4 separate regions of the Mus musculus genome follow, and regions 2, 3 and 4 are each linked to region 1. A link is a contact called in public HiChIP or PLAC-seq, Micro-C and promoter capture Hi-C data. All regions are on one chromosome and are shown on one strand. The core of a region is the stretch at or near the end of the contact, and the rest is flanking DNA. Distances in the headings are between cores, read along the strand shown.

What was found. Promoter capture Hi-C pulls out the DNA fragments that hold promoters and counts their contacts. Hi-C and Micro-C count contacts between places; a contact is called where the count stands out from the background. HiChIP or PLAC-seq counts read pairs in DNA pulled down with a chosen protein or histone mark.
Region 2: a Micro-C map of embryonic stem cells shows a contact between it and region 1, with 3 times the contacts expected there. The contact joins the promoter of Crlf1 here to the promoter of Cilp2 in region 1. A contact is called at or near these places in 8 of 39 promoter capture datasets (cranial neural crest, embryonic stem cells, hematopoietic stem and progenitor cells and 2 more), 8 of 484 Hi-C or Micro-C datasets (all in embryonic stem cells), 1 of 115 datasets of contacts at active chromatin or transcription factors (embryonic stem cells) and 3 of 9 other capture datasets (adipose tissue, liver and pancreatic islet).
Region 3: a contact with region 1 is called in a promoter capture Hi-C map of liver. The contact joins the promoter of Klhl26 here to the promoter of Cilp2 in region 1. A contact is called at or near these places in 3 of 39 promoter capture datasets (cranial neural crest, embryonic stem cells and liver) and 2 of 484 Hi-C or Micro-C datasets (both in embryonic stem cells).
Region 4: an H3K4me3 HiChIP or PLAC-seq map of forebrain shows a contact between it and region 1, with 4 times the contacts expected there. The contact joins the enhancer-like site here to the promoter of Cilp2 in region 1. A contact is called at or near these places in 24 of 39 promoter capture datasets (the 3T3-L1 cell line, 3T3-L1-derived adipocytes, the C10 cell line and 13 more), 2 of 15 datasets of contacts at CTCF or cohesin (embryonic stem cells and stem cell-derived epiblast-like cells), 39 of 484 Hi-C or Micro-C datasets (B cells, the G1E-ER4 cell line, LSK cells and 17 more), 12 of 115 datasets of contacts at active chromatin or transcription factors (astrocytes, craniofacial prominence, embryonic basal ganglia and 6 more) and 1 of 9 other capture datasets (embryonic stem cells).

The regions. Positions count from the first base shown.
Region 1 is chr8:69,884,367-69,889,773 of GRCm38.p6, reverse strand. Cilp2 (cartilage intermediate layer protein 2) reads left to right here and starts at 2,382. Exons shown (of 8, transcript NM_026818.2): 1 at 2,382-2,486; 2 at 3,242-3,340; 3 at 3,506-3,778; 4 at 4,231-4,386; 5 at 5,209-5,407. The coding sequence starts at 2,423. It overlaps Yjefn3 (YjeF N-terminal domain containing 3), which reads left to right. Exons shown (of 6, transcript NM_001353930.2): 3 at 221-331; 4 at 452-565; 5 at 637-787; 6 at 1,752-1,986. The coding sequence ends at 1,957. It overlaps Gm33746 (a long non-coding RNA gene), which reads right to left. Exons shown (of 3, transcript XR_379069.4): 1 at 3,504-5,407; 2 at 2,867-3,180; 3 at 1,390-2,780.
Region 2 is chr8:70,490,553-70,495,959 of GRCm38.p6, reverse strand. Crlf1 (cytokine receptor-like factor 1) reads right to left here and starts at 2,812. Exons shown (of 9, transcript NM_018827.4): 1 at 2,560-2,812. The coding sequence starts at 2,683. 1700020G03Rik (a long non-coding RNA gene) reads right to left here. Exons shown (of 2, transcript XR_870493.2): 2 at 5,269-5,407.
Region 3 is chr8:70,473,971-70,479,377 of GRCm38.p6, reverse strand. Klhl26 (kelch-like 26) reads left to right here and starts at 2,435. Exons shown (of 3, transcript NM_178771.3): 1 at 2,435-2,528. The coding sequence starts at 2,473.
Region 4 is chr8:69,326,938-69,332,344 of GRCm38.p6, reverse strand. It overlaps the pseudogene Gm7688. Among named protein-coding and RNA genes, the nearest start is that of D130040H23Rik, 59 kb to the right of the region's middle. Within about 2 kb of position 3,229, at least 30 of the 459 cell types and tissues checked have an H3K27ac peak or open chromatin away from gene starts, as enhancers often do. A contact at or near this core is called in cerebellar granule neurons, cerebellum, cerebral cortex and 7 more, where this site is marked.

The sequences.
Region 1 (5,407 bases), core at 1,133-3,632:
CACTCTTCACCTTTTTGAAGGAGTTGGGCAAGGGAAGTGGGAGTGTGTCCTAAGTGCAGACAGAGTAAACAAACCGCACTGGGCGCGGAGGCCGGGTTCACATTCTGCCTGAGCAAGGTCTGCCTGCCTGCCCCGCATGCAGACCACCCCTCTGCCATGGCCTCGTCCTTCTGCCCCAGAACCCGCCTCCATCTAGCCGCCCTGCTTTGCTATGTCTTAGGCCTTCCCCTTGCCCTCGCTGTCGCGGAAGCAGAGGACAGTGCTGGTTGTGTGCGGCCCGGAGCAGAATGGCGCCGTGGGGCTGGCGTGTGCCCGGCACCTGCGGGTGTTCGTGAGTAACAGGGCCGTGATGTGGGGGACAGAAGTGGGACTGGGGTCCCGCTGGGACAGGAGGGGAACTTCTTCCCGCCTCCATCATCGAACCCGGGTCCCCCCACCCCCTGCCTCCCAGGAATACCAGCCCAGCATCTTCTGCCCCGCGCGTTCGGCCGACGCGCTGCACCGTGACCTGACCACGCAGTGCGAGAAGATGGACATCCCCTTCCTGTCCTTCCTGCCTGCCGAGGTCAGATGCACCCACTCTGCCCCTGCCCTGGCCCGTCTGAGCCCAGCCCCTGACACTGCCCCTCTCCCCAGGTGCGGCTCATCGACGACGCGTACGGGCTGGTGGTGGACGCAGTGCTTGGGCCGGGAGTGCGGCTGGCTGAAGCAGGCGGGCACTGCGCGCGCGCGCTGGCCACGCTGAAGCGACTCTCCATCCCGCTTGTGAGCCTGGACGTCCCCTCAGGCACGCCACCCAGGGACAGCCTGGTTACCCTAGCCTGTTTTTTTCCATCCATCCTAAATTCTACCCCTCTGCACCCCCCTCCCCCAACTCGGTTTTCCTTGTCCAACTCTTTCAACCTCGGTTTCCGCGTCTGCCCCCATCGTATTTCACACCCGCCCTGAGGATGGGAGCGATACAAGTGGCTGTCCCAAGTGACTCCGTGTCCCCTTGGTCCGAGTGCTCAGCTCCACGGGCACCACCCACCACCAGTCCTGTGAGCTCACTCGGCAGAGGCCACGCCTGCCAGGCCAGAGCTGCTAAGGACAAACAGCGCTCAGCCTCTCGTGGGGACTGCGTGGGGGTGTCCCCTAGCTACACTGCTCCAGGACAATCCCCGACCAAAGCCGAGGCATATCTAGTCCTAGGGGGATACAGTAGGTGGTCCCGGAAAAGTGAGGGATTCTGCAGTTGGAAGCCTCTAATCAGAGAGAGGAGCCGGTGGCTCTGGTTAGTGCCTGAGGCAGGAGAGAAGTCCTGGTTGCTGGTTCGTGGACTGGGTGGAACCGAAACTCCTGGTGGTTTGGGGAGAGGGCAGAGTCCTAACAAAAGTACCACGAGGTGGGTCAGAGAACCAAGATGTCTCAGGTCGGAGGGGGAAATCAAATACGATAGGGATGTGGGGGCACAGTTTAGAAGGAGGGGGGTCTCGGGTCACAGTACAGGGTGGGGTAGAGAGGCTGAGGTCAGACCCGAGGTGGGTGAGGAAGGTCTGATTTAAGCAAGGCGCGGTTCCTAACCTCTGCGGAAGGAGACACGGCTCAAGGCAGAGGCTGGGTCTTGGCAGACTAGCAGTGGAAATGGTGTAGTCGGAGGGTGGAGGCGGTTTGCGGTTAGCAGGTCTGACCGCTACCCGCGTGCGTGGAGGGAGGCAGAGCAGACTTGGTCCCGGGCCGGAGGTCCTCAGCTCCCCCTCTTCCGCCCTCAGGCTGGGATGCGGAGGCTGGCGGAGACGCAAAGGACGCGGTGCAGCCCGATGTGCTGGTGTCCCTTGCAGCGCCCAAGAGCTGCGCCGGCCGCTTCTCCGGACGTCTCCACTTTGTAGCCGGCAGGTTCGTGCCTGATGACGTCCGCCGAAAGTTTGGCCTGCACCTGCCAAAATATACTGGCACCGACTGCGTGGCCTCACTGTGAACCGCACCAATAAACATCTCCACCACCTCTCCCCTGCCTCTTTTGTGTACCAGGCCAGGGGGTGGGCGGGTGGAGAGGAGACTTCCCTCCGGGTTTGTGGGGAGGAGCTGCGCCGTGGAGTTTCTTAGAATGGAGAGCAGACCCCTGCTGGGGGGTGGCCTCCAGTACTTAGGACCGAAGTTTAACAATATAGAGAACGTCCAGCATCCTAGGGCGCCAGCAGCTTCAAGTTTCAGACCAGAGGGAGCCAGGCACACAGCACGGGACCCAGTTGGAGAAGGAGGGGGGAACGCAGGACACCGGGCAAGGGCAGTCTAAGGGCGGAGGTACCGCGGGAGGCTTAGAAGACCCAGTCTGGTGTGCGGGGGCGTGGCTTGTGGCCCGTTCCGCCCTTTTAGGTCCAAGCAGCGGCTAGGCCCGCCACAGTCAGATCTCAGAGCTTCGCAGAGCAGTTCGGACCTGGCGATGGCATCACCTCTGCCCTTGCTCTATCTCTGCCTTGCCGCCTTACACCTAGCGGGAGCGCGAGGTGAGATACCTTGGGAACCACCCCCTACACACACACACACACACACACACACACACACACACACACACAAACAAACACACCAGGACGACAGCCGCAGGCACAGAAGCGGGCGGGGGAGCACCTCATGAGCGTCCCAGAGAGCCGGTGAAAGAAACCTCTTCCATCGTCGTCCCAGGAAGGTCCACTTGGCCAAGGCTTTGAATTGTAAATCATCAGGTTTCCAAATCTGTGCCAAGGGGTCGTAGCTGTCTCTCCGCGGGGCTGGTGACAGTCCTATTTCTCAGAAGGCTGGGGCTCCAGGAAGAAGGGGTTTGTCTGAACCTGTCTGCCTTCCTATTCCACCCCGGAAAGATGGAAGGCCAGAGAAACCAAGGACTTACCTGTTGGCACCTTGCGTCCCACCTAGAAAGACCCGGGAGAGTATATGGCAGGAGGGGACTTCCAGGAAGAGACTGCAGCGGTCTGCGGGTAGAGGCAGAGCCTAATACACTCGACTTGTGTTTGATGAACATTTGAGCCTAGAGGTGTAGTGGGACATAGAGTCGCCAGATCTGCGGAGTGACAGGGCTTCAGGGTCCGCTGCTAGTAATGGGAAGGCTTCCTGGAGTGGGTGCTGCTGCAGTCCCCGGGGCTAGAGCTGGCCTCTCAGATCCTCAGTTTTATATCCCGTGAAATGTGGTAGTCAATGTTCCCCCTGTTGCACCAAAAGAGGGGTCTCAGTGGTCCCTATCTTGTGCCTCCTCGAACTCCCACAGATGCCACCCCCACCGAGGAGCACACTTCAACCGCCAGGGGTCTTCAGGGACGGCCGCCAGATACCGGCCAGCCCTCGCCAGCCCTGGAAGATTGGGAGGGTGAGTCACCTCAGCAACCCGCCTGTGTGATCTGGGCCTGGTGGGGTCAGTGGGGAGGGTAGGGAGAATGAGGAGTCCTTGGACATCACAGCTCCTTGGGCCTCAAGGCTCCAAGCTGGAGAGACTAGGGAGGTGGGACCCGGGCTCAGCGTGCGATGCTCACAGAGGCCAGCGAGTGGACGTCGTGGTTCAACGTGGATCACCCGGGAGGAGATGGCGACTTCGAGAGCCTGGCCGCCATTCGATTCTACTATGGTCCCGCGCGGGTGTGCCCGAGACCACTGGCACTGGAGGCGCGCACCACCGACTGGGCGCTACCAGCTGCAATGGGCGAAAGGGTGCACGCCAACCCAGAGCGTGGCTTTTGGTGTCTCAATCGTGAGCAGCCTCGAGGCCGCCGCTGCTCCAACTACCACGTGCGCTTCCGCTGCCCACTGGGTAAGGGGGGGACCCATAGGCCTGGGCGGGCGGGTACAGTACGACCCTAAGGGGCAAGGCCCAGTGATGGCAGGGCACGGGCGTGGCTTAGAGAGGCACACCCATCAGCACAGTGAGGATGCAGGGAGCTGTGCCCAGATTGTAGTAGCTAGTGCACTAACATGCCAGGATCCCATTGGCCCATCCTGAACAGCTCGGTGTTGGGGATGCCTTAAGCCTCATTGTATTGAAGTCCGATGGGGAACAGCAAGGTTAATTAGGACCGCATCTAGCAAGAAGGGGTGTGTGTGTGTGTGTGTGTGTGTGTGTGCAGGTGAGCTCTGTGCAGAACTGCATGCAGTCTGCCCCTGCAGTCAGGGAGGGTGTATGCCGGGGGAACAAGACCCACATAGTTTAGAAAGCCCGCTGACCAAGGTGGGCAGATGCAACTCATCTCCCACCTTGCTCTGCAGAGGCGGCTTGGGGCGCTTGGGGAGCGTGGGGCCTCTGCTCCAAGAGTTGCGGGCTAGGTCGTCGCCTGCGCCGCCGCAGCTGTCAAAGCTCCTCTGGGGACACGTGTCCCGGGAGCCCCCAGGAGGCGCAGAAGTGCGTGAGATCCCGTTGTCCAGGTAGGAGGGATGGGGCCTGAGGAGGGGATGACCAGGGGTGGAGCTTACATAAGAAGGGGTCCAGAGGACTGGACCAGTTGAAGTGGAGGCCATACACACTCTAGGGAAGAAGACTATACAGAGGGGGTCGGTGGATGCTGGGCAGGCATGGGAAGACCTGAAGAGTTATTTCACCTAGTGTGCACACTAAGATATCCCTGTGAAGGCTTCTGCCTTCACTCTGGGTGCATACTCTGGGTGCCCACATTCAGCCTTCAGTCTTTGCCTGTTCTGCTCGCCCACGCAGACACGATGCCCAGGCCCTCCCTGTGCCAGACAGCAGGCCAGCCAGGAGGGGACTGGAAATTCCACTTGGGCCTGGGCTCCACAAACATGATCTGCAGACAGCTGCAACAGGGCCCTCATATAGTTGGGGCACGATGTCGCCAATGGTGGGGACCCCACCCGGTGCCTCTGCCCTGAAGTTTCCACTGGAACTTTCCACTTTGTGGAGAAGCAGCAGCGTTGGAAGTGTGACAGATGTTGTCCAAGACAGCCCCTTGCTCCCAGCCCCAGCTAGGAACACCTGCCTGATGAGTCCTCACTGTCTTAAGAATCAGCCTCTTTGGTCCCCTCTTGGAGCTTCTCCCTTGCATCTATGGACCCACCTTCCTTACATTGCTCCAGCTCTGCCCACTTATCCCTGTCTCCAGACTGACTTAAGTCCAGCCACACTGAAGCTTGTGGGGAACTGATGGGTGGCAGGGTCACTTATGTTTGTAGCTGAGTGCAAAGCTCTCCCCAAGAGTTCTCTCTGCGCCTGCCGCTTCCATGTCCCCCTAGGGTGTAGCTCCGACACCTGCGGGTGCCCCAACCACATCCTCCTGGGTTCAGTGGTCACCCCATCTGGGCGACCGCTGTCAGGAGCCAGGGTCTCCCTGAGAACCCGACCTGGAACCATAGCCACCAGCGGTACCCATGGAACCTTCCAAGTGCCCGGAGTCTGCGCGGGCAGCAAGGCCAGTGTCAGCGCCCAGATGAA
Region 2 (5,407 bases), core at 1,563-4,062, 610 kb before region 1:
GGCACCAACATGGTTCTAGTCTGGGCCCTGAATGACTTCTCCCAGGCAAATTTGGCCTTGGGAGGAGGCGGGTCTTGCGAAGCCTGCAATCGCAGTTGCATTTGGGGCTTGTCCCAGGGCTCAGCGGAGGTCTCAGCGTCCGTGCGAAGGAGCAGGAGGAGCAGGCCAGAGCGGAGGCGGCGGGGGCCAGGGGGCCGCCCCGGAGGTCCCAGGCAGCCAGCCGCCCGCTAATTCAGAATTCCTTCGGCATGAACTGGGACGTGCCAGCGTCTCTACCCCGGCCCACCCACCGCTTCCTGCCTGGGCGCCCCCCTCAGCAGGGTGGGAGGCACTGCCCGACCCGGGACCCCACTGTCTGCACTCCTGGGCAATGATCACACCCCTCTGTCCCTCCCCAGCATTTGTCTGGCCAGGAAGGGGACTCTCTGGGGGGTCCTGGCTGGGGAGTAATGCCCTTTTACCACACTAGCCTAGCAGCTGCCCTTCGTGGCTTGAGGGGGGAGGGGGGCAAGCCCAAGCTTTCTCCTTCGAGCGACTGGTACAGTCCTCAGCAGAACCACCTGGCACCCCCTTCCCTGATTCCCTCCATAAAACAGGGAAGACGTTCTCTGGGCTCGGACTGAGAAGCCTGACTCTGGAGTACCAGAGATAGAGGACTCCAGTCTCCCTCTTGGCTTCCACAAACAATGGGCCAAAGCCACTGGGGACTGGGGCACACACATGCCAAGCTAGACAGAGCAGCAGCTGACAGCAGCCCCCTAAGCCTGGAGGAGACACCCCTCCTTTTTTCTTCCCTCTTCCCCTCCTTTCCACAAAGCCGGGGCCTATACAAGCTTATTTCCCCCTTTCCCAATGCGGAGTTGCTGCCGTTATTAAAAAGAACACCATGTGTTTTAAAAGGGAAAAGTGTGAGATTCCCTGAAAGGCCAACGGGAAGGTGGCCTCCATCCCAGCCATACCCCAGGGGCCCCCATCTCCTGTCCCGCTGGTACCTGCATACACTTTTACGACCCACCGGCTGGCTGGTCAGGTGCTAAGACACACGGTAAGTACAAACAGATTGCAGAGGTGTGAGAACCTCTTATTTAATTTCTCTCCCCCTTAAAAGAAAAAACACACGCGCCACCCCCACTCCGCCACCTTCGCCTGTTGCTCTGCAGCCCGCCCGGAAACAAAGCTTAGCGCTATTGGTGGCATTCAAAAACTACCCAGGCTTGGCAGCAACACCAACTCCCCGGAAAGGTCCCGGGTGTCACCACATCACCTGCCCAGCCGCCTTGGGCAAGCAGGAGTGTAGGTTCCTGTCCCCTGACAAGAGCGGGAGGGCGTCCACAGACACCGCGGACAAACTGCACAAGACTACTAGCCCAGAGCAGCAGCGCAGCGTGGTGCCCCTGCGGTGTGGCCTGTGTCTCCGGATGGGGTCCTGAGAGTGGTGGGGAAAGATCTCCAGTGCACTCAACCATATGCGTACCCCGGTGTTGCCTCCCCTGTGAAATAAATGTGGGACCACGAGTGCGGGCGTGCGTGTGTGTGCGTGCGTGTGTGTGTGTGTGTGTGTGTGTGTGTGTGTGTGTGTGTGTGTGTGTCTGTGTAGAGGATGGAATGCGAGCGCCGCGATGGTGTGCGAATACGCATCTGGGCTGCAGCGCGCGTCGGAGGGCAGGGTGACGGGACATAAGCCAGTGGGGCTCTTTTGTGTGTCTTTGGGTGTGTCCCAGAGAGGGTCTGGATGTGGAGACCGCATCCTGGCGGGGATGTGTGCGTTGGGTGATGGGGGCTCAAGGCCAGGAGTTCCTCCTGGGACAGTGGGATTCTCTCGGCAGCTGACCCCCACTGGGTGCCCCTTAGACAATGAAGTCTGGGCTCGCGGTGCCCGGACACGCTTGCTCTCGCTCCTCACCGAAATTTCAGTCGCTAGAGGCTCTCAACCCAGCGCAGCCTGAATGAGACCGGTTGTGAGCCCCACCAGTGGAGAGGACTTCGAGGATACCAAAGCATGGAGTCTGCTATAGGGGGGAGGGGGCGGCGCCGACCCCACGGAGAGGCAAGTCCCGAGGGACGCCGGGCCGCATGCCAGGCGGACAGGAGGGCTCACGATAACGCCCCACCCTCCCCCCGGGGATCATCACTTCATGGGGGAGGGGACCCCACTTTGCGCCAGCACCCAACCCAACGCACCCAAGCGTGCGTCCCCGGCCAGGGAGGCTTCCCTTCCGCTCTGATATCCAAGACACAGGCGTGCGCCCCGAAGCGTCCCAGCACCCTGAAGGAGGGGGGTCCCAGGACACTGCGATGTCCTTCAAACTGAGCCTGGCCAGACAGCCTCGCAAAGGGGATACAGATAAGAGGCCTCTGATGTATAACGGGGTACTCTTGGGAGGCTGGGTGGTGGTGCCATGAGCCCCACAGGTGAGGGCGCCCCGAGGGCCGCCTTCCTTTGTTCCCGGGACGTCCAGGTGGCGCTCGCGCCCCCTCTTCCATCCCCCGCGACTACCCCCCGGGGCGCCGGATCCCGGCTTCCCTGGGGAGGTGGGGAGCAGGGCGCACGGTACTCACGGGCTCCCGATCCGCCCCGAGGCACCCCGAGGACACAGAGCAACAGAGGCGACCACAGCGAGGACAGCGGCCGCGGCGGCCGCCGCGCGGATTGGGCGACGGGGCCCGGGCGACCCGCGGGCATGGGGGTGGCGCGCAACGGGCGGTGACTGCAACGCCGGTATGGGGCGGGGGCGAGTCTGCGGGGTGCAGATTGGGGCTCGGGTCCTCACGCGCGTCACTGGGCGCGGACAGCGAAGGCCGGAGCAAGTCTGAGCAGCCGAAATTGACAAGGCGCTAATGCGCCGCTCGCCCCGCCCGGCCCCGCCCCCGGCCCGGCCCGGCCCCTGGGGGGGGGGGTTGATCGTGGGCCCCGCACCGGCCTTCCCACCGCCCGCGGGCACCGCGCGCCCCGCCCGGCCGGCCTCCGCCCAGTTACCACTCCTGAACGTCCCATCCTCCTGCGCGAAGCCCCCCACTCTTTCCCCACCAGCCCGTGGGACCTCCCTCTCTGGTCCCGCCCGTCCCAGGCTTCCCACCCCCTCATCTGGGATCCTGTACCCTTAACTCCGAATGGGTTCCTAGCTCGCAGCCCTGGTGCTTTTCCAGGATCCCCTCCAGTCTACCGGGATCCTTCCTATCCACCTTCCCCGCCCCTCTTACGGGGCCCCCATACCCACTTTGGTCCGCCACACACACATTGAGCAGTACCTGAGCCCGTTCATCCTCTTTCAGCCCTTCTTCCTTCCCCAGAGAGTTTGAAAGTTGCCACCAGTCCCTTTCTCTGGGTGCATGGGTCCTACCGATCCCCACCCTAAGCCTTCATGCCACCTCTCCCATCGCTGTAGTCTCGTTTCGTGCGGGGGGGGGGGAGCCAGAAGGCAGGGAGGGAGTCTCCGGCCTCTGGTCCCTTCTCAACTATCATATCTGCGGGTATTGGATATGGGGATGTCCCGGAGCGCGTGCAGGGAGCCCTTATGAGTGGGCTCATGGGGAGAGGTGTGTCCTTTGGGGAACGGGACCGAACCCTGCATTCCTAGTTCCCATCGGTGCAGAAGAGTTCTCCCTAAACTTCTTCACATCCCCCCACGGAAAAATCCACTCAGCGGCCCGCGGGTGGGGTGCGCCACGCGGTGAGTAATCACTGCAGCGGCCGCCGCCCGCCAACTTCAGGTAACGCGGGCAGCCCCGAGCAACGCAGAATTATCACTGATTGAGCGCAGAGTTTTTTCTCTGGGTTATTTTTGTTGGCCACTGTTTGGGGTTTTGGGGACCCCTCCCGGACCAACCCAGCCCTGGCATTTCATCTCTCTGATCGCTTCTTCGTCTCCACCCTATCCGGATGCCCACGAAGGGAGGTCTCTGGCCTGCAAGGTCTTTGCTGGTGGGGCGGCGCTTGAAATGCGAGTTCCCGGGTGGTCCCACCCCACGGGTTTGGTAAAGGCCCCCAGCCACAGCTCCCTGAGAGTAAAGGGCTCGATTTCTCCCATACAGCCGTTCCCTTGGAGGCTCAGCCCCTTCCTTAAAGGTCCTCCAAGAAGCTTCAAATGACAAAGGAGAGAAATAAAAACTAATTCGGCCACTGCCATTTTGCTGGGGGCAAACTAGGCCACTTGTGCCTCAGTTTCTTCTTTTGTACAGTGGCTAATCTGGGACCAACTTAAAAGTTTACGTGTAAAGAATCAAGTACGGGAAAGAAAATCCCCCCAAACTTAAAACCTGATTAGCACGGTGGGATGCAGAGGTGGCACTGGCTTGCAGGTCTCCTCTGAGAAATGTGGCCAGGTGGCCTAAGGCTCTGTGGAGACCTGGGTCTTGGCTACATTTCCAGGACCATTGCCGCCCCTCCCCCACAACGCCTATTCGCTCCGGTCTCCATATAGGTAGAGAGGTAGGAATCTCGACTCCTGGGAGGCTTTTGGAGCAAAGATCTTTATTTTACTTGTTCCCGAATGCTCCTCCTCCCAGTCCCGGGTGGAAAGGGCTAACTTCCCCTATGCACCCAGGTGCTGCAGGCAACGACCTGGGAGCTGCGTGACTGAATGCTTTCCCCTTCTTCCCATACGTACAATCCATCAGCAATCCGGTTGGCCCTGGTTCCAAAACACACCCCCATCCTGAGCTTCTGACACACCCCTCTCCTGGTCCAGGCCCCTCATCCTCTTCCCGGGATGTTGCAGGCCCTCCTCTGGGCTCCTTCCGCCTCCCGGGATGTTGCAGGCCCTCCTCTGGGGTTCCTTCCGTCTTCCTTCAGTCTTTGTTTTCGTCACAGGCAGAGGGACTTTGAAAGAAATGAGACCCAACTCTGCCTTGCCACCCGTGCCCATACCAGATGCTCCCCTCTCCAGCTCGCTGGCTGTTTGGGCTCGTTGTTTTCAGGAGCCTTCCTTCTTTGCCTGTGGCTTCGGGGAAAACTTCCCTCGCGCCTTTTGTGAATTCCCACAACTCCCCAGCGACACCTTCACTCTTTCACCGTCTTTGCAGCACAGCTCTTGAAAGCGCCTGCTCTCTAGCCACTTACTTCATTTTGCTAGTCCTGAATACCTGAGGGCTTCCCAGATTCCATGCTGCTGGGCCAAGCGAGGGCCAGAGGAGTTCAGTAAATACAAAAAGAAAAAGTCATAAAAGAATCCTGTCCCTCCAAGAAGCCAGAAAACAGCATCGGCTAGTGTCCTGCCGCTGGGTTTCAGAGCAGGGTACTGCACACACCCCTCTTAGCTGTCTGACCCAAACTGGCACAGCCCTCTCTGGTGTTTAACCCCTACCCTCTGGATGACCTTTTTACCCTTTGGGGCAAAGAAGTTGGCCTTAAGGTGCACCCATCCTTTCCCTGTGTTCCCGTGGAATTAACTCTTTCCTCGCCAGTCCA
Region 3 (5,407 bases), core at 1,186-3,685, 590 kb before region 1:
TGGAGGAAATGGAAGGGGTAGAGATTTCACTGGCTCAGAACTCAGTGATTAAGACTGCTAGATGCTCTTGTAGAGGATGTATGTTTCGTTCCCAGCACCCATGTGATGGCTCACAGATACCCGTAATCTTTGCATTGCCTGGTCCTCTGCCATATCATCCTGAAGCCCCCAGGCATCTGGACCTGAGACTAGGGTGGCACAGACAAGGTCCCCAGGCATGCTTTCTTACTTGTCTCTAGACTGTGGCTGTATGTCTGACATGTGGGGTGAATTTGGACACGTGTGAAATGTGCACACATATGGACACCATTGATTGAGGCAGCATGTGTGGAGGGCATGCCAGCCATGGGCCTCTCTGCCAGTCAGGTTGAGCTTGCATACAGCACAGCTGGAACCAAAGTTCAAAAAGCTGACCTTAGGTGGTCAAGGGTGTGTCCTAGGGGATTGCAGAGACTCCTACATGAACACATTCACTGTTTATAGAGCAATGGCTGGTGTCTGTCCATTTGTAACAATGTCTGAGTACCTACTGTGTTTCATTGGGTTTGGTCCTACTTGGATTTTTTAGTTTGATCCACAGGTAGTCCAGGCAGACCTTGAATTTGCTGTTTAGGCAAAGATGACCTTGAATTGATCCTCTGTCTCAGCCTCCGAGTGAGTGCTGGGGCTGCAGGCATTGGGGTGCCATGTTTGGTGGCTAGTCTTTGATTTTACCTAAAGGAGTTGTACTTTCTAGCTGACTAGCTGGATGCATTTCAACCTACTATAAGCTGAGACTCTGGTGTGGGAGGTTGTAGGCAGCCAAGCCCCTCAAGCATTGCTGCCATTTATCCTCTGAGCCTTAAGCAAGGAGGAGTGATGGAAGGGAGAGAGGAAGAAAGAACAGAAGACAGAAAATAATAAAAAAGGAAAGACAGCCAGGCATGGTGATATATATGCCTGTCATTCCAGGACTCAGAAGGGTGATGACACAGGAGGGTTCACAGTTGCAGGCCAGCCTAGGAGACACAGTCTTAACAAAAGGAAGACCTTAACAAAAGGAAAGCCTTGCACAGACATGGGCCTTTGAACCATTGCTGAGGGTTGCAAGTCTATAGCGTGCTTGAGGTAGAGGGTGTGGAGGCTGGCTTGTGTCTCTGTGGGCAGGGATTTCGGGAATGGGAGCTAGAGTATGAGGGCAGATACAGAAGGGATGGGGATTTGAGAGTGGCATTGGGCCCTGAGGTAGGAGGTTCTGAGCTTACTATATGCTGAAAACGCTGAAGCAAAGGGTTGGAAGTCAGAGGGTTGGGTTGGGTTCAGGCTGGGAAAGGGATATGGCTCGGGGCAGGATGCTAGTGAAGAGGGTCTGTGCACTCAGGGACTTTTGTTCCCTCACTCATCAGAACATGCCATCTGAGCCATCCCGCTTCTGCCAAAGATAAGCCACGCCCACATCTGTGCGCCGCCTAGCCCACACCTTGTTTGCCCCGCCCTTCATGGCACGACCTTCACAACTTAGGTTCCACATCTCCTACCAAGGCTCTTCCCCAACCCTCCCATTCTTGCAGTCCAGACCCGCCCCCTCATTATGATGAGCCCCGCCCAAGTCCCGATCCTTCTCCCAGCCCTGGCCCCGCCCAGGCACCTCCCGAACGTGGATTCGGCCCTCTTCCCATCCCAGGCATATGTTCCCAGCAGTTCTGCTCTTAATTAAAAGACCCTCCCAACCTACCCTTTGCCTCACCCCTCCGCTAACCACGCCCCTCTCGGGCTAGACACTTCCCATCATCATCCTGGGCTCCTTCCCTCCTCTAGGGGCGGCTCCAGTCTTCCTCCACTTTTCTTCTGGTCCAGCATATATCTAACACCAAGAATGACCCTCAGGCCGCCTTCCCCTTCCTGGTTATGTTGGGAAGTAACATGGTTCCATTTCCCGCATAGGCCTTCCAGCCACTCTCTCCACAGCCAAGACTCGCCCCTCTCCAAACTCAGGCCCTACCATACCTTGGAGCCAACCTTTTCTCCCACAGAACTTTTCTTCCACAGGTCTCTTCCCTCCTTTACATAGGCCCCGCCCCTCTTTAGGTCATGTCCTGCTTGAATCACCTTTCTCAGACCCCTCCCTTCTGAGGGCCATGACGTCTTCAACCCTTACCCCCACTTCAGGTACTATCTTCCTTAGGTCCGCTCTTAGGCCATGCTTATAATTCTTATTGCACGCCTCCAGGGTTTTAAGCGCCACTTCTCTTCAAGGCTCCGCCCCAATCCCCGCCTACCTCTTTGGCCCCTGGTCTTTCAGGCTCCTCCCCCTCACTTTCTTTGGCCTTACTCGATGTTCTTCTCCGACCTGCTCTCCTCAGGCCCCGCCCCTGATCCCAAGCTCCGCCCACCACTCGAGTCCCTCCCTCCTTCTCAGCGGCTCCGCCCGCTGCCCCGGGCCCCGATCTCCCGATCAGCGCGCCGCCCCATCGCTCGGGCGCGCGGCGGAAGATGGCGGAGTCCGGTGGCAGCAGCGGCTCTAGTCAGAGCCCCGAGCGCCCGAGCAGGTGAGTCCTACGCCTCTGTTGGCATGCACCACTTGGCTCGGGCGGGGCCGACCCGGGGCCGCCGGGGGCGTGGACGTTCCGAGTCCCTGTCGTTAAGGTCCTGAGCTATGGCGTAGGCCTGAGGGCAGGCTGAGGCCCGGCTTCCTGGGAGCTGCGAGCCCGGGGCTGAAGGGGTTCGGGGAAGGTGACGTGGGAAGCTCCACAAGGACCCTGGGGCCCGGGAGGGAGCCGAGGCGTTCGTGAAGGGAGCACTGAGACCACCTGGTTACCTCCACAGGTCCTGATGGCAGGGAACAAGAGGCCTAGGCATGTCTGGAGGGGAACACTGAGGCCAGTCACCTAGGAGCCTGGACATGTCTGAGGAAGACACTGAGGCCAGTCACCTAGGGGCCTGGACATGTCTGGGGAGACACTGAGGCCAGTCACCTAGGGGCCTGGACATGTCTGGGAGACACTGAGGCCACTGGGAGACCTCAACAGGTTCTATTTGTCAGAAAATTGTCTAGGGGCTTGATAGGTGAACAAGGGACTTGGGCATGCCGTGAGGGGACACTGAGGCAACCTTGGGGGCCCCAGCAGATCCATCATGATGGCCAGGGAGTCTCAGGGACTGTGAGAGGTCGGGATGTATTTGTGGAGTTTGAGCACTGTGAGAGAAGATACTCAAGAGTATAGGGTCTTTCTTTAAGACCCCCTTCCTTCCACCCTTCATAGGGTTTAAATACCCCTCCCCTCACTCTAAACGTTTGAATTGGAGGTCTTGCCCTCAGATATTGGGTCCACGTTCACCCCTTTTAGTTAAATGAGGTCACCCTTTTTCCTGGTCAACTCTGAAGGTGGGTTCCTTGAACTTGGGAATTTGCATAAAGATGGCAAGTATTTTTAAATATTTGTTTTATTTTGGTTTTTCAAGACAAGGAATCTTATAGCTGGTCTCACAGATGCCATATAGCTGAGGATAACATCAAACTGCTGGTTATCTTTCCTCAACCCGAATGATCAAGATGACAGGCATGCATCTCTATTCCTGTGGTGCATGCTAGGTGAGGACTCTACTACTGGGTCATATGCCTGCCCTCTACCCATCCTATTTTTAAGATAGTGACTGATTTGTATAGCATAGGCCAACCTTGAACTCAAAAACTTTCTGTTGCAATACATTTTTGTGAATTGATCTGGAGTCTCAGGGGAAGAGCACCTACCGGTCTTAGGGAACTCTCTTAGGGAGCACTCACACCCTCCATTTTCACATTAACCCAGAGCCAGGAACCCCTGCCCTGAGACAGCCACCACCCTTGTGAGATCAAGGAGGAAATTCAGTCTGTAAATGGTTTGGGAATAAACCGAAGCCAAGGGCACTGGGCCTAATGATAACGAACAAAGTTGGCCCTCAGGCAGGCCGGAGGGCAGGGAAAGATCTGGTGGCCTGTGGATCTGAGTTGAGCATTAGGACTGGAGGGAAGATGCTGATTAGGGAAACCCTGCTACCACCTAGAGGAGGCATTGGCCCTGCCTGTTACCAGAGCAGCTGGAAGCTTCAGAGTGAGGTCAGAGCAAACCAGGGACTCCATACAGGCCATCGGCAACTGCAGAAACTGGGCGCTCTGGCCACAGAAGAGTGAGTGGCAGCACACTGGGGCATGACAGAGTGGTGGCCCAGGACTGAAGGTCTGTAACAGGGGTAGATCATGGAGTCATTGGGGAATGAGTGGGCAGGGCCTAGGAGCCAGATAAAAGGGGACGGCTGGCAGGCCAGTAGTGGCACATGCCTTTAATCCCAGCACTTGGGAGGCAGAGGCAGGCAGATTTCTGTGTTTGAGGCTAGCCTGGTCTACAAAGTGAGTTCCAGGACAACCAGGACTATACAGAGAAACCCTGTCTTGAAACGCCCCCCCCCCCCAAAAAAAGAAAAAAAACAAAAACAGAAAAAAAGGGGGGTCAGCTGACCAGATCCCTAGGGTAAATTTTTTTAAAAAGATTTATTTATTATTATATCTAAGTACACTGTAACTGTCTTCAGACACACCAGAAGAGGGTGTCAGATCTCATTATGGATGGTTGTGAGCCACCATGTGGTTGCTGGGGTTTGGACTCAGGACCTCTGGAAAGAGCAGTCTGCTCTTAACTGCTGAGCCATCTCTCCAGCCCCTAGGGTAAATTTTTTAAAGATGTATTTTTTATTTGTTTATATTTCAAGACGGGGTTTCTCTGGATAGCCTTGGCTGTCCTAGAACTCACTTTGTAGACATGATTGACCTCGAGCTCACAGAGCCTCTACTTCCAGAGTGCTGGTGCTAAAGGTGTGTGCCAGCACACCTGTCTTAAACATTTATTTTAAAAATGTATTTGTGAGTATCGGTGTGTCTGTGAGTATATGCCATATATTCATGGGTGCTCTGTGTGCCTGTGAGTATATGCCATGTATCCGTGGGTGCTCTGTGTGTCTGTGAGTATATGCCATGTATCCATGAGTATATGCCATGTATCCGTGGGTGCTCTGTGTGTCTGTGAATATATGCCATGTATCCATGGGTGCTCTCTGTGTCTGTGAATATATGCCATGTATCGTGGGTGCTCTCTGTGTCTGTGAGTATATGCCACATATCCGTGGGTGCTCTGTGTGTCTGTGAATATATGCCATGTATCCGTGGGTGCTCTGTGTATCTGTGAGTATATGCCATGTATCCATGGGTGCTCTCTGTGTCTGTGAATATATGCCATGTATCCGTGGGTGCTCTGTGTGCCTGTGAGTATATGCCACATATCCGTGGGTGCTCTGTGTGTCTGTGAATATATGCCATGTATCCGTGGGTGCTCTCTGTGTCTGTGAGTATATGCCATGTATCCATGGGTGCTCTCTGTGTCTGTGAATTTATGCC
Region 4 (5,407 bases), core at 1,980-4,479, 560 kb after region 1:
AAGTGGGCATCAGGTCTCATTATGGATGATTGTGAGCCACCATGTGGTTGCTGGGATTTGAACTCAGGACCTTCAGAAGAGCAGTCAGTGCTCTTAACCACTGAGCCATCTCTCCAGCCCAACAGATTATTTTCTAAATAAACCTATGAAGCAACAATTGTTGATAAGTATATCTCAAATCTGGAAAAACTATAATTATCAGATATCACTTTGAAATTTTTCACCTAAAAAATAACTTTCCCATTACATGTAGCAGTTAGACAGGATGTGACACTCAGGTTTCACTCAGAAGTCTGAAATAGAATTTACAACTGGAACACACTTCAGGAGTACAAGGTAGGTATAGATATGATGCTGAAACTTTGTTCTGTTCTTCAGGTTAAATACAAGGCAATTACATGCAATATAACAAAAATAAGAACATTCATAGAGCATGTGGTTAATATTTTGTGACACTGTATGTTGAAAACATATCACTGCCACTTAAGCTGTCACTATCTGAGTTAAAGAAAGATGTTGGTTAAATGAAAATGGCTCTTATACTCTTATATGTTTGAATAATTGTTTTCCAGTTGGCAGAACTCTTTCGGGGAGATTAGAGGTGTGGCCTTTTTGAAGGAGGTGTATCATGGTGCTAAGCTTATTCGCTATGAATGCCTCTGGCCATGCCCAGTGTATTCTCTACTTCCTACCTGAGGTTCACAATGTAGGCTCTCACTGCTTCTTGCTACCCTGTGTTTATTGAGCCAGCACCATCTCTATTTCTGGATCTGTAAGCCCTATTTACTGCTTTCTTTTATAAACTGCCTTGACCATGGTGTGTTGTATCACAGCAACAGAAAGGTAACTATATGGAAGTATTCTGTGGAAGATCAGAATACAGAAGTCTCCCCTTCCAAGTAGAGGAACCCAGGAAGGGGTGTGTTTTAAATGTAGCTCTAGAGCAGGTACCATGAATACCATGACACTGAGGGTAGAAGTAATCTCAAGATTGACAAGTGTAGACTGCCTTGAAAAAGCAACTGCATAAAAAACATTCTCCGCTCCCTCCTAAACAGAGTTAGCAATATTAAATTATTTATTTGTCAGCTCCCTCTTTTATAGAAGACTGGAATGCTAGCAATGATAATCCAAAGGCAAGATGATTAAATGTGTATGAGAATTTCTTTTTTGTTGTTGTTGCTGTTGGTTTTTGTTTTTTTGGTTTTTGGTTTTTGGTTTTTTGGTTTTTTCAAGACAGGGTTTCTCTTTGTAGCCCTGGCTGTCCCGGAACTCACTCTGTAGACCAGGCTGGCCTCGAACTCAGAAATCTGCCTGCCTGTGCCTCCCAAGTGCTGGGATTAAAGGCGTGTGCCACCACTGCCCGGCATATATGAGAATTTCTTAAAGAGTCAATATTATTTTACATTATATATTATGTAGTCTATGTATTATATATTATACATAATGAATCAAAATCAGATGAGGGTCTTTGTGAGATATTGTCTCAACCAAAAAATAAAATAAAATAAAAATTATAATCACTGTTTAAAAATGTGGTAGTCTTCTTGAGATTAGTATTATCATGAAATTGATTAAGTAGATTAAAATAACCTTGAACTCTTGGATATCAGATTGTCTTAGCCTCCTAAATGCTGGGATTAACAGCATGTGCTACCATGCTTGGCAATAGTCATTACTGAAAATGATTTTATGGGCACAAGTGACAGACAACTGAAATGACTGAAGAGGTTTTACACTCTCCCCATTCTCCTATGCTTCTTTTTATCTATTATTCAGTTTTGTTCTTCTTTCCCTTTCTGTGTGTGTGTGTGTGTGTGTGTGTGTGTGTGTGTGTTGGCTACTCACAGGCTTTCTTCAAAAACCACAGTGATCTTCCTGCCTCTGTGTCCTAAGTGCTGGGATCAAAAGAATGTAAAACCACACTCACCGTGAAAAATAATTTTTATGGTACAAGGTCCTCCTCCTCCCCCTCCCCTTTCCTGTACCTCTCTCCTTTCCCCCCTTCCCTCTTTTCTTCTTCCTACTCCTCCTCTTGTCCTCTTCCTCCTCTTCTTCCTCTGCCTCCACTTCCTCCTCCTTCTTCAGAAATAGAATTTCACTTGTATTTCATGTATATGGGAGTTTTGCCTGTTTATGTGACTTTGCCTCATTCCTGCTTGGTGAATTTATGGCTGCCTAGGAGGTGAACAGATTTTTTCAGATTCCCTGAAGCTGGAGTTAGGGATAGATGTGAGCTGCTGAGTGTGCTGGGAAGGAAACCTGGGTGCCCTCAGAAAATCGGCAGTGTTCTCAACTGCTCGTGTATTTTCCATCCCTAGGTTTCTAATCTTTATAATATTTGCTGTCCAAGACAGCCTAGGTCATTAGAGGGGTTAGACGCCCACTGTTCATTAACAGTTCAATTCATCTGCAAGTCAGAGAATCTGCCTGAGGCAGGAATGCGCTCCCTAGTTGGCCACTTAATGCAATGTAATCACTCCTGAAACCATATACACACAATAAACAACAAACAAACAAACAAATGAACACAACAACAACAACAGACTCAGCAGGTTGTATGTGTGTGTGTGTGTGTGTGTGTGTGTGTGTGTGTGTGTGTGTGTGTGTGTGTGTGTGTTGTATTGTGGCTCTTTTCAGTTAATTGCATGAAGGAATTACACTAGTCCAAGTTAAAAGCGGACCCCAAATGATTACATTATACAAGCTGTGAGGTTTTTAAACTTGTGACAAGGGACAGAAGGGAAATTCTACTCATTGCAAGGAAATCCTCACTTAAGCCACGAGCACTTAAAACCCATGACCCTTCAGTTGATCTTCCTCAGCCAGTCCAATCTCTATCAGGAGCTGGCATATGCTCTTGCGCTGGTCACCCTGTGGCTGAATTACTTCTCCATTTTCTTCTGGATGCTCAATTACAGTACCATTGCAAGCAAATTTCTTCTTAAACGCCTTCACTAGTTTCTTTTTATCGTACTCATCAGTGATCAGTTGTAAGGGTCTTCCTGTCGTTTCTCTTTTGAATTCTTATATGGATATAATCCTCAGAGCCAGCAGGAAGCAGGTCATCACCCTTACTTGCATCAGCAAAGGGGTCGAAAGAGTGGAGGTTCTGGATAGCGGACATACGAAAAGATTCCTTTTCCTCGGCGGAAATGGCCTGCGGAAGGCGGCTGCGGGAGAAGGCGGGCGTGGGGGACGTAGCTTCGGGAAGCAAGAGGGCTCGAGGGGGAGGCAGCTGAGTCCTCCGGCGGCGGCTCAGTGACTGGGGCCGGTTGTAGTCATATATTAAGAGCTTACTTACTCATGCATGACAAGGAAGAATTTGGGAAGGGAAGGAGGGAGGACAAGGAAGGGTGTATGAGATGCAATATATTTCAATGAACAAGTACAAAAGTAAACTTTAAATTAAAAGAAGAGGGGCTGGAGAGTTGGCTCAGCAGATAAGAGCACTGAGTGCTGTCCAGAGGACCCAGGTTCCATTTCCTTAACCCAGGTAGCTAACAATGTGCTGTGACTCCAATGGTTGGTATCTTCCGCCCTCTTCTGGGTGCTGTCGGTACTGCGTACAGACACAACTAGGCAGATATCCATATAACCATAAAAATGAAGGATAGAACAAGAAGTGTATACTTGGGATTAAACTTGGATCCTCTAGAAGAGCAGCCACCTCTCTAAACTGTTGAGCCATCTCTCCGGTGCCTTGACGTGCTATTTCAATGCTGCTGATACCAATTAACATCTAAAATCTCTTACCATTCATTTACGAAGAAAAATACTCAACACACTGTTTGGTGTTGTCACAGTCCTGAGACAGACAGCCTCCAGGCTTAGTCAAAATGAACTCTTTCTGGTCCTGCACGGAGGCATCCATGACCTTCCTCTGAGCCAACCTGCCCAGAAGGAAAAGCAACCTTGTTCTGAGTATAAAATAGCTCAGTATAGCTGTTCATCTAAGTACAACATCTACTGTGCTAATAGGTGACTTACCCTTGATGTTTGCTCTATATATGTGGTATCTCTTGTTTGTATGTGTGGGGATTGTCACATTGATATATCTATCTTTTTGTTTGCAGTGTCACTGATGAGAAATTTGTCTGACTCCATTTTGAAGGTAGGGGCCATTATGCTGTATTATGAAAAATTAAGTTGATATTTACTATAAGAGCTGATTTGCTGTGTTTAAGCCTTTGTCCTAGAGCCTGTCTTGCCCCGACCCATGAACTTTACATATTTTGGAGAACACCCTGACTATATCTGACCCTATATAACTGCATATTGGCCACATGATGTTATTTTGTTGTTGTTGCTGTTTTTGTTTGTTTTGTTGGGATGTTGTTGTTGTTGTTTTATATTTCCTTTTTCTCTCATTGTCTATTTTCTGTAAACCTGCTTGGGAAATACTTGTGATTTTACTCTTAAAATGGGGCACTAAAAGTGGATTCAGGGTTGATCTCTTTAACTAGAATTAGGAGGCAGGCCGGGCGTGGTGGCGCACGCCTTTAATCCCAGCACTCGGGAGGCAGAGGCAGGTGGATTTCTGAGTTTGAGGCCAGCCTGGTCTACAGAGTGAGCTCCAGGACAGTCAGGGCTATACAGAGAAACCCTGTCTCGAAAAAAACAAAAAACAAACAAACAAACAAACAAACAAAAAAGAATTAGGAGGCAGTTGCTGGCTAGCTCTTGGATACAAAAATCACCATTGCTTCCAGCAGTCCAAAAGTTGCTGTAGTGGTCTTACTTTCCTCCGGATTGATTAACATTTGAGTTTCAGTTAAGATCTTGAGGTACAAAATGAACATGCCAGAGACATTTTCTTCTGTCTTTTAAAATAAATTATGTATATTTCTGCACAATTTTGAGCTAAAAACGACACCAAATCACCAAATGTTTGGCTTTTACATTGTGATCATGTTCTAAAGTAGAATTTCTTTAAATGAACATAGTTAGGAATAGGCAGAACTCTACATGAATGTGTCCAGACTCCCTAAAGAAAATCCCTATGCTTCTTGGTTTTGTTTTGTTTTGTTTTGTTTTGTAAGAAAAATGACTGCCATGCTGCTGGTAAAAATTATCTTTAGCTCTTCTGTCTTGCCTGTTGTTATGGCTATTCTTGGTAGTCAAACTGACTGCAACTGGAGTTAACTGAGAGTTAACTCCAAAGAGTTGCATATGCCTTTGAGAGATTTTTTTTTTCTTAAACGTTTTGAAGTGGTAAGACCCTTCTGGGTCTTTTGAGGTGATAAGATCCACCTTTAATCTAGGCCACACCTTCTGGTTGCAGCCAACATGAAGAGAGGACACTGAAGAAAGAAGCTCTGTCTCTGTCTCTCTTTGACGACTTGCTGTATCTCTAGCTAGTATGTTCTTTCTCTGAGTGGCTTGAGAGCTTACTCCTTTGAAAATG